2 separate regions of the Hordeum vulgare genome follow, and region 1 is linked to region 2. The links are chromatin contacts, called in public Hi-C maps. All regions are on one chromosome and are shown on one strand. Each heading gives the region's core, a stretch centred on a gene start, on an enhancer-like site or on the middle of the called end of the contact. The rest is flanking DNA. Distances are from core to core; before and after follow the strand shown. Region 1 holds the start of LOC123395029 (long chain acyl-CoA synthetase 9, chloroplastic-like). Region 2 has its middle 30 kb from the start of LOC123452839.

What was found. A called contact is a pair of places that touch in the nucleus more often than the background predicts.
Region 1: a Hi-C map of seedling shows a contact between it and region 2, with 2.2 times the contacts expected there. The contact joins the promoter of LOC123395029 here to the enhancer-like site in region 2. A contact is called at or near these places in 2 of 6 Hi-C or Micro-C datasets (leaf and seedling).

The regions. Positions count from the first base shown.
Region 1 is chr5H:234,956,988-234,961,410 of MorexV3_pseudomolecules_assembly, forward strand. LOC123395029 (long chain acyl-CoA synthetase 9, chloroplastic-like) reads left to right here and starts at 2,739. Exons shown (of 12, transcript XM_045089944.1): 1 at 2,739-2,909; 2 at 3,734-4,265. The coding sequence starts at 3,816.
Region 2 is chr5H:234,510,112-234,514,628 of MorexV3_pseudomolecules_assembly, forward strand. No RefSeq gene overlaps it. Among protein-coding and RNA genes, the nearest start is that of LOC123452839, 30 kb to the left of the region's middle. Within about 2 kb of position 1,955, at least 3 of the 3 cell types and tissues checked have open chromatin away from gene starts, as enhancers often do. A contact at or near this core is called in leaf and seedling, where this site is marked.

The DNA of each region.
Region 1 (4,423 bases), core at 1,489-3,988, 450 kb after region 2:
TTCCTTCCCACCTTTCCTTTTTTTTTCTTTTTCCTTTGGTTTTTCTTCTCCTTGCACCAAGGCCTCTTTGGGCTGTCCCACCAGCTTGGTGCGCCACCCCTAAGGCCATTGGGCATCCCCGGGTGGGTGGTCCCCCTCCCGGTGAATCTCCGGAACCCATTCGTCACTCCCGGTACATTATCGGTAGTGCCTGAAAACCTTCCGGTAACCAAATGAAGTCATCCTATATATCAATCTTCGTTTCCGGACCATTCCGGAACTCCTCGTGACATCCTGGATCCCATCCGGGACTCCGAACAAAACTTCGTTCACCAGCACCTATAACTCAACTATACCGAAACGTCACCGAACCTTAAGTGTGCAGACCTTGCGGGTTCGAGAACTATGCAGACATGACCCGAGACACCTCTCGGTCAATATCCAATAGCGGGACCTGGATGTCCATATTGGATCCTACATATTCTATGATAATCTTATCGGTTGAACCTTTATGCCAAGGATTCATATAATCCGGTATACCATTCCCTTCGTCCTTCAGTATGTTACTTGCCCAAGATTCGATCGTCGGTATCCAATACCTTATTTCAATCTCGTTACCGGCAAGTCTCTTTACTCGTTCTGTAATACAAGATCCCGTGTCTAACTCCTTAGTCACATTGCTTGCAAGGCTTGTTTGTGATGTTGTATTACCGAGTGGGACCCGAGTACCTCTCCGTCACACGGAGTGACAAATCCCAGTCTTGATCCATGCCAACACAACAGACATCTTCGGAGATACCTGTAGTGCACCTTTATAGTCACACAGTAACGTTGTGACGTTTGATACACACAAAGTATTCCTCCGATGTCCGGGAGTTGCATGATCTCATGGTCATAGGAACAGATACATTGACATGCATAAAACTGTAGCAGTAAACTTACACGATCATATGCTACGTTCATAGTTTGGTCTTGTCCATTACATCATTCCCCTAATGATGTGATCCCGTTATCAAGTGACAACACCTTGTCTATGGTCAGGAAACCTTAACCATCCTTGATCAACGAGCTAGTCAACTAGAGGCTTACTAGGGACATTGTTTTGTCTATAGATCCACACATGTATCAGTGTTTCAAATCAATACAATTATAGCATGGACAATAAACGATTATCTTGAAACAGGAAATATAACAATAACTATTTATCATTGCCTCTAGGGCATATTTCCAACAATAATCATTGGCAACTTGTCCCCGATTGCTATAGTTCTTGGGCGTTTTATCTCTTGCTTGGAACTGGGGCTCAAAGGCTGGTTGGGTGCTGTAAGTAATAGCCGGTTCTTCCCGGCAATAGTTTCGGCACGCACAACTTACGCCTGAGGGTTTTCAGCTAGTGGAGTCACCTCATCGGCCTTCCGGGATTGCTTCCGATCTCCCTCAGCATCAATCTTGGCACTGTCCACGTCTTCGTGATCCACCATAGCTCCCTGCCCCGCTCCTCTTCCCGGGTGTGAGTTTCCTGCTGCTCCTCCATCGCGTCCTCCTCAATTCCCTCATTCGCCCGAGCGGTTCTCACCAGGTCCTGGACCTTCCCCTCGGAACCACTCAGCCCGCAGTTCCTTGAAAATGAGTGCAGACTTTGCATGGATTCCATCACCATGTTCCTTGTACTGATGACCCATGTGGCCACAAACTGCACACGAGTCTGGTAGTCGCTCGAATTTGATCTTTAAAATCTAGCGCACCCCTCCATGTATCAGGCTCACCGCATTCTTGAGAGGTTTGAAAACATTGATGTGAATTCTTACTCTAAAGAAATTATAATCAAAATCTTGCAATTTGTGTTCAGCGTAAACAAACTCACCAACTCTGCTAGCTAAGGCTTTGAGTAGGGGATAAAAGCCATCTCGGAGATCATGGACTTGCATCCAAAGTTCCAGAGTGTCGAGTTTGATCAGTGAGGGTTTCGTGAAGCCGTCGTACTCTGCCAGCATCACAACATTGCCCTTGAACGACCAGGGACTCTCCTCCATAACACGTTCCCAATCCCCAAGACACCCAAACTTCAAAGTGTACATGTTGTCTGCAAGGGGTCGTATTTGCACCTGTTGAGCCAGAACCCACGTTGCCCGCATGGTTTTGAAGAAGCCATACTGACTATACTTCTTTTCCGTGTGAACACTCGCAATAGCCATCCATCTCGTCGCCTTTGGCGACAACGGTTCTTCCTGTTCCACTACCACATCATCCAAATCCCCCTCCTAGAAGCCTAAATCGCTCATCAAGGCTTCTAGATCCGAAGTACCCTTAGAACTCGAAGCTCCTGTCACCATGTTGATTCTCTGACCCGAGAAAGATTCAACCGAGTGCTGCTGCAAAACCCTAGCGTTCTCTAGAGAACAATCCAAGCCAGCGCTCAGATCGGGCAGCGATCGAAGATCGTCGGAAGAACGATCCAAAGGTGTTTGGGGTCCTCGATTGGAGAGAGGGTAATCAAACCCTACGATGGCGATCAGATCGCCTTCGAAGGGAGAAGAAACCCTAACGAGAGGGTAGTACAATGCTCGATAGATTACTTTTTGTTTTAGGAGTCATCCTCGATAAATTACTACTCTCATATTTTGAAAAGGGAGGGAGTAGACGGCAAGGTCCATGTTGGGCCATTCCAGCAGCCCGATATACCGATTGGGCCTTGGGCCTCGGGCCTCGTTGGACAGCGGAGAAATGAGGAGATTGGTGGGGCCAGAGCACACACCGGCCTCAAGCGAATTTAGCGGCTGAAGACTTGGAGAAGAGGCAGAGCAGCTCCACCCCCTCCCTCCTCTCCCCGCCGCGCCGATCGATCCTCCTCCGCCTGACGTCACGCCCTCGCCTCTCCCCTTCCAGAAGCTTCCACACGCCATTGCGCCCCCCCCCCACCCCTCCAGAAGGTACGCACCCGCACCCTCCGGTCCGCACCTCGCAACGAGCGGTCGTGGTCGTGGAATCTAGAGAATCCGAGCAAACTTTTGTTAGATTTCGTAGGTTTCAGTGCCTCGTGGGAATGGGTTCCTTGTGCATCGCATCGCGTCGCATCGCATTGTTACGCTGTATACGGCATTATTATCACCTCGCCGTGAAGACGCATAATACTACAAATACTAGTGTATACCTTTTCAGTTATGTCCCCAACTAGGGGAGTACACCCGTGCGGTCGCGCGGCTAGATTCTAATACTAGGTTTTAATTTCAGATGGTACTTTTGATGAATGCAGAATTACTTGCATTTCTTGCTAAACTGCAAAGTATGTCACAGTTTTCGTATATACGTTGTTTGGAAACCAAACATGAGAATTGATTGCTTACTGATTAGCAGAAGGAAAAAGGAGCATACACAATTTTTTGCACCTAATTCTGATGCATGCTTTGTATGCCACTATGCAAGTGCCCATACCAGCGCTTTTAGAGAACATGCAAAAGCTTTGCATTTCAGGTGATCATCTTTATGAGTGATCTTACTTTGTCAGCGCTTTTAGAGAACATGCAAAAGCTTTGCAATTCAGGTGCATCTTTATGGATGATCTGACTTTACCAGATTGCTTAAATGCTTCATACTTTGCCAGTTGATATTCCATTGGTTGTACAATGGACCTGAACAGATTGAAAGACTAACAATCTAACATGCAATTAGTTCCTTGTATGTAAAGAATCTGCATTACATACATACCGTATTGTATTTTCAGTTTTTGTTTACAGCATGAAATTGTATTTTTCAGGGTTCTCTCTTCAAGGCATCTTTAATCTGTAGCCTTCCTCCCATAAGCTAGTATATAGCTGTCAAATCGCCCTTGAACAAGTATGAATCCTTATTTTGTTGGCCTTCTTGTGCCCATCGCGGTCTCTCTTCTGCTCCAGAAAAAGAGAAAGGTTGAAAAGAAGAGGGGTGTGCCAGTTGATGTTGGTGGAGAGCCTGGCTATGCGATCCGCAACCATCGATTTGAACGCCCTGTTGAAACACACTGGGAAGGGGTCAACACACTTGCTGAGCTGTTTGAGCATGCTTGCAAAGAGTACGTCTACATGCCCCTCCTTGGCACAAGGAAGCTCATTTCAAGGGAAATAGAATCATCACCTGATGGGAGGTCCTTTGAGAAGCTTCATCTGGGGGACTACGAGTGGAAATGTTACGCCGAGGCCTTCAAGAGTGTTTGCAACTTCTCTTCAGGATTGGTCAATTTAGGTCGCCAGAACAATGAGCGTGTTGCTATTTTTGCCGAGACACAGGCCGAGTGGCAGATTGCACTGCAGGTAATACCTTTTTTCCTGCAATCAATAGATAGATCAATCCATGCATTTTGGTGTCTTCACGTGGTACTACATGAGGTTCTTACTTTTCGTTACGTAAATTGTGGTCACTGGTCCACTTTATATCTTGAACACATCTGTGCGCATAAAAATCATAAATT
Region 2 (4,517 bases), core at 705-3,204:
AAATGCTAAATTCGATAGAATAGATATAGACAGTGAACTGTATACTATGGAGAGTTTTCACGACTATAGGATGGTTAACAACTGTTTTGTAGTTGAACAAGCTCATGAAGTACAATGCATTGTAAAGTAAACATGATTAACAACTAGTATTAGATAAGTGTGTCTTATTCAATAAATTTGTGGCTGGGTGCATGATTGCAAAGCCACCTCCTTCGTGTAGGAGTTTAGCCACTACTCAAAAACATAAAAAACTTGAAATATCATTTGAATCGGATACCATCTCTTGATGTTGAGGAGAAAGTTCTGGCAAAAAACACTACTAGAAAAGAGGCGAGGTCCAGTCTAGCGATGATATTGTGCAGAGATACCTATAGAAAATGTCACATCCCTAATTTAGCCTTGCATTACCCCGCAAAAAAAAGCCTTGCATTGCATTTCATGCATGTATTATTTTTTAATTCAATTGAATTTGAAATGAGGAATGATCAAGCCTCACAGAGAATTATGTCAAAAGAGCAATTAAAAATGGCCTCAAAGAAGTCCAAGAAAATGTCATGGTATTCTCAGAAAATATTGGCAAGAGGGAAAGTGCAAACCAATACTTTTGGGATCACATGAATATTTATCTTGGGCATTTGAGTTAATCCAAATATTATTTGCATTGGATTTATATCTATCATATATTAAATATATGTCCAATAGTTTTGAAACTTATTATGTGTGGCATTGGTTAATTCCACTTATTACACATGATTATTTTTCAGGATTTTAAAAAATGGTTTTATATTTTTATTAAACCAAAACATATTGCAGAAAATAGAAAACAATATAAATTAGAAAAGAGAGGGAATACCTGGGCCACTTACGTCGCACTGTAGCTAGCAACCGCTCCCAGTCGTCTACCACCTCGAGCCTACTCGCACAGGCGTGTCGACGCGCGCTCGACCGAGGCCTCCACCTCCTCCCTGCCTGCCTGGCTTCTCGTCGATGCGCCTAGACGATGCCATGCACGCCTCCGTGTCCATATCATCCTCTCTCTCGCTTTCCCCCTCTCTCCTGCCCGAATACGAGCTCGACCGAGCGAGCTCGTCGACGCCGCTTGCCACAGCGTTGCCACCGGCCACCCCTAGCCCCTCTGCCTTGTCCAACGGAACTGCCTTGTCGCCGTGGAGCTCCAAGACGAAGCACGCGGCCACAAGAGGCTGCAGCTCCGCCATCATCGTCGTCTTCAACCTCAGGCATCCGATATCGCCACCGCGATTCGTCGTCTCCAGGGCGCCCCCGAGCTCGTTGACCAGCCCATCGGCGCTGTTGTGAGCCTCTCATAGAAACCCACTTGCCCCCGTCGTCGATTTCATCCTGTAGCCACCGGTTTGTCGATGACCGAAGTGCACCGCCGCCTGAGCTCATCGTCGGCAGGGCTCCGATGACCATTTGGTCACTCGGCTATGCCCAAGAGCGTTGTGAGGCCCCGTAGATGCTCCCTAGATGCCTAACTCGCTCGCTCACGCGCTCTAGCCACATCTGCCGCATGCACCGTTGCACCACCGCTGGTCCGCTCACCGTCGCCGTTGCTACAGACCACCCGAGCAGCTCCCGCTAGCCCCACCTGACGCGCGCAGATCCCAGCTCTGCAGCGCACCCAACCGCATCCGAAACCGACATGTGTGGATGTTTTCCGGTGATGCTCGAGCCATGCCACAATTGTTTTGGTCACCGCCGGCGCGCCACCGTGTTTGAACTCCGGTGTGTCACCAACGTGTGGACCCCGCTAGCCAGAGATTAATTTAGATGCTAATGACGTAGCTAATCAAATCCTCAATCGGTGTCAATGGGCCTAGGCCTATTAATATTAGCTAGGTGTTAATTAACCCTGCTTAATACTCTAGTGTCACTGACTAACGGGCCCGAGGTGTCAGTTTTGACCTGGCCATGTCAGGGTTGACTCACCCCACTAGTAAGCCTCTCGAGACGCCCCTGTGTCATTGACATGTGGGTCCAGCCAGTCAGATTTGACCTGGACAACCATGTTAACTGCTTTCGCAAGCATGACCCTTCCTCATGACGCAATTAATAATTTCTGGATTTAGAACAGCCCAGGAATTCCAGAAAATACTTTAAACTTCAAAATTCATAGAAATTCAACTATAGCTCAGATTGAAATAATTTATAAATGAAAAATTATAAGAAAAATCCAAGGAATTTGTTTATGGCATTCTCATGCATGTTAGAACAACCTATGTCCTCTGTTTAGGAAAATTCAATTAAATGACATTTAAATAATCACATATGGAGTTTGAATTTGAACCTTCGGTTCAAACCAACTTCATTTAATTTTGTAGCTAGATGCATTAGCTCAAACAACATCATATTGCCATGCCATGCTCATGCATCATAATGTTGTATTCCCGTGAATTAAATGTTGTTCCTTTTGTTGTTGTCGGTATTTGTTCTCCCTTGGTAGACGTTGTTCCGACGCTGTGATCGTTGTCACGGATGAAAACTCATTGTTATCTTCAAAAGTGCCACGCAAGCAACCCCCCTTGAGCATACTGATATAAACCCACTCTCTCGCTCCTGCTCTCTTTTACTGCATTAGGGCAATCACGATTCAACTGTACATGTTTTCGGTAGTTGAACCCATTCCTTTTAATGACCCGTCCTTGTCATAGTAAATAGTTGAAACCACTTAGCATGAGTAGTAACTCCTTGAGCCTTGTTGTGCTTACTCCTTCATGATTGGTTACTATGAATCCTATGCTTAGAGTTGTGTCGGGTCTGATCCATCTCGGTGATGAATTGGATTGATCATGTCCTAATGATGAGATTTAAGTATCTTGACCTGTTTTGGTCAGGATAGTGATGAGAGGCCATCTTGGAAAACATGGTGGATTATGTTGTGATACGGCTCATAGGAACTGGGTTCCGTGCTTATCACAGCCTACCTCGTTGTTACATGGACATGTGCAGGTTAGGTGCTTAGGCATGTGGTGCATGGCGCGTGTGGTCGTTGTGGCACATGGCATGGCACATGTGCTGGACTGGACGCAGATATGTGTTCCACGAGGGAACGTTGTTGATGGGACGAGGACGTTGGTTCCTCTAAGTCAGGGTGAATGAATCCGATTTGGTAAAGGTAGCGATGAGGGGCTATGTAGGAGTACATGGTGGGTTGTCTCATTGGGACCGTCCTTAGGAACCGAGTTCTGTGTATGTGATCCAAGAGAGCTACTACCACATGTTGGGCCCTAAAATATGACCCCGCTCGACTTATTAATCACCTTGATCTCTGTTCAGGAGTTGCAACTAGTTTGTGATGTTTGTAGGAAAAGTGTTGGCGGCCGGTATTAGCTCTGCCCAACTGGGTAGGCTTCAGTGCGGTAGATACATAGTGGCACGGTGTACCAAGTGGCACCCGGATGGTGGGCTTGTGGAACCCTGCGCACATCGTTTGAGGCCGTAGAGGAAACTTCAGATGGACTTCCTTGCGAGTTAGTCTCAAATAGGCGATAAACCCGGACTAGGGTCTTGTGTGGTTAACGGTCGTGGTCTACATCCACGCCGTACTTCCACTTGAAGGTTGCCGAGATACATGATGTGTATATGGCGCTAAGTGGTGGAAACATGTGTGAAGAAGTGCACCCCTGCAAGGTTATGAATTTGTTCGAATAGCCCCATCCTTGGATATGGACTACTTAAAAAGCTTATGTGGTACATCGATAACTTGAAATGGATACTCTAAAATATGCAAGATAAGTGTGAGTGCTATGGATGGCCTTCTCGTAGGGAGACGGGAGTGGATCCATAGTGGCGTATTGATATAGTGAATATGTGGACTCGTGTGCGCTATCCCACCTCAAAGAAAGTACTTGTAGTCGTAGTACAGATTAGCCAAGAGTCAAAGTTGGCTTGCTGCAATATACTCTACAACCCCCTTTGTTGACAATGAGGCATATGTAGATAGTTCTAATGTAAGTCTTGCTGAGTACCTTTGTACTCATGGTTGCTTAATTTATGTTTTTGTAGAGGAGACCTTAGTCTCATTAAGGGTTTCTACACGAAGTTTGACGTTGACCGGGTTAGCTTGGGAATCCCAGACAGAGGTCTGGCTCCTTTGGTAGGGTCGTTGTAGATTTTCAGGCTCCTCCAGCCAGTTTTAGTAGATGTCTGTACTCAGACATGTTATGCTTCTGCTTGATTCTTGTATGACTTAGTGTTGGCTCATGCCCCTGTTTGTAATATCACACTATGTTGACTCTTAGGAGTCTTTAATAAAAGCTTGAGTTGTTGAGTTGTGTTGTGATGCCATGTTGTATCTACACATATTGTGCACATTGTGTGTATGTTTTGATATGCATTGTATGTGTGGGATTTGACACCTAGTTGTATGCCTTTAGTAGCCTTCTTTACGGGGAAATGTCCTTGTGTGCTTCCACTGAGCCTTGGTAGCTTGCTACTACTCCGGACACATTGATTGACCGACATGTATCCTTCTTTGTTGTTGTGTCTGTCCCCAT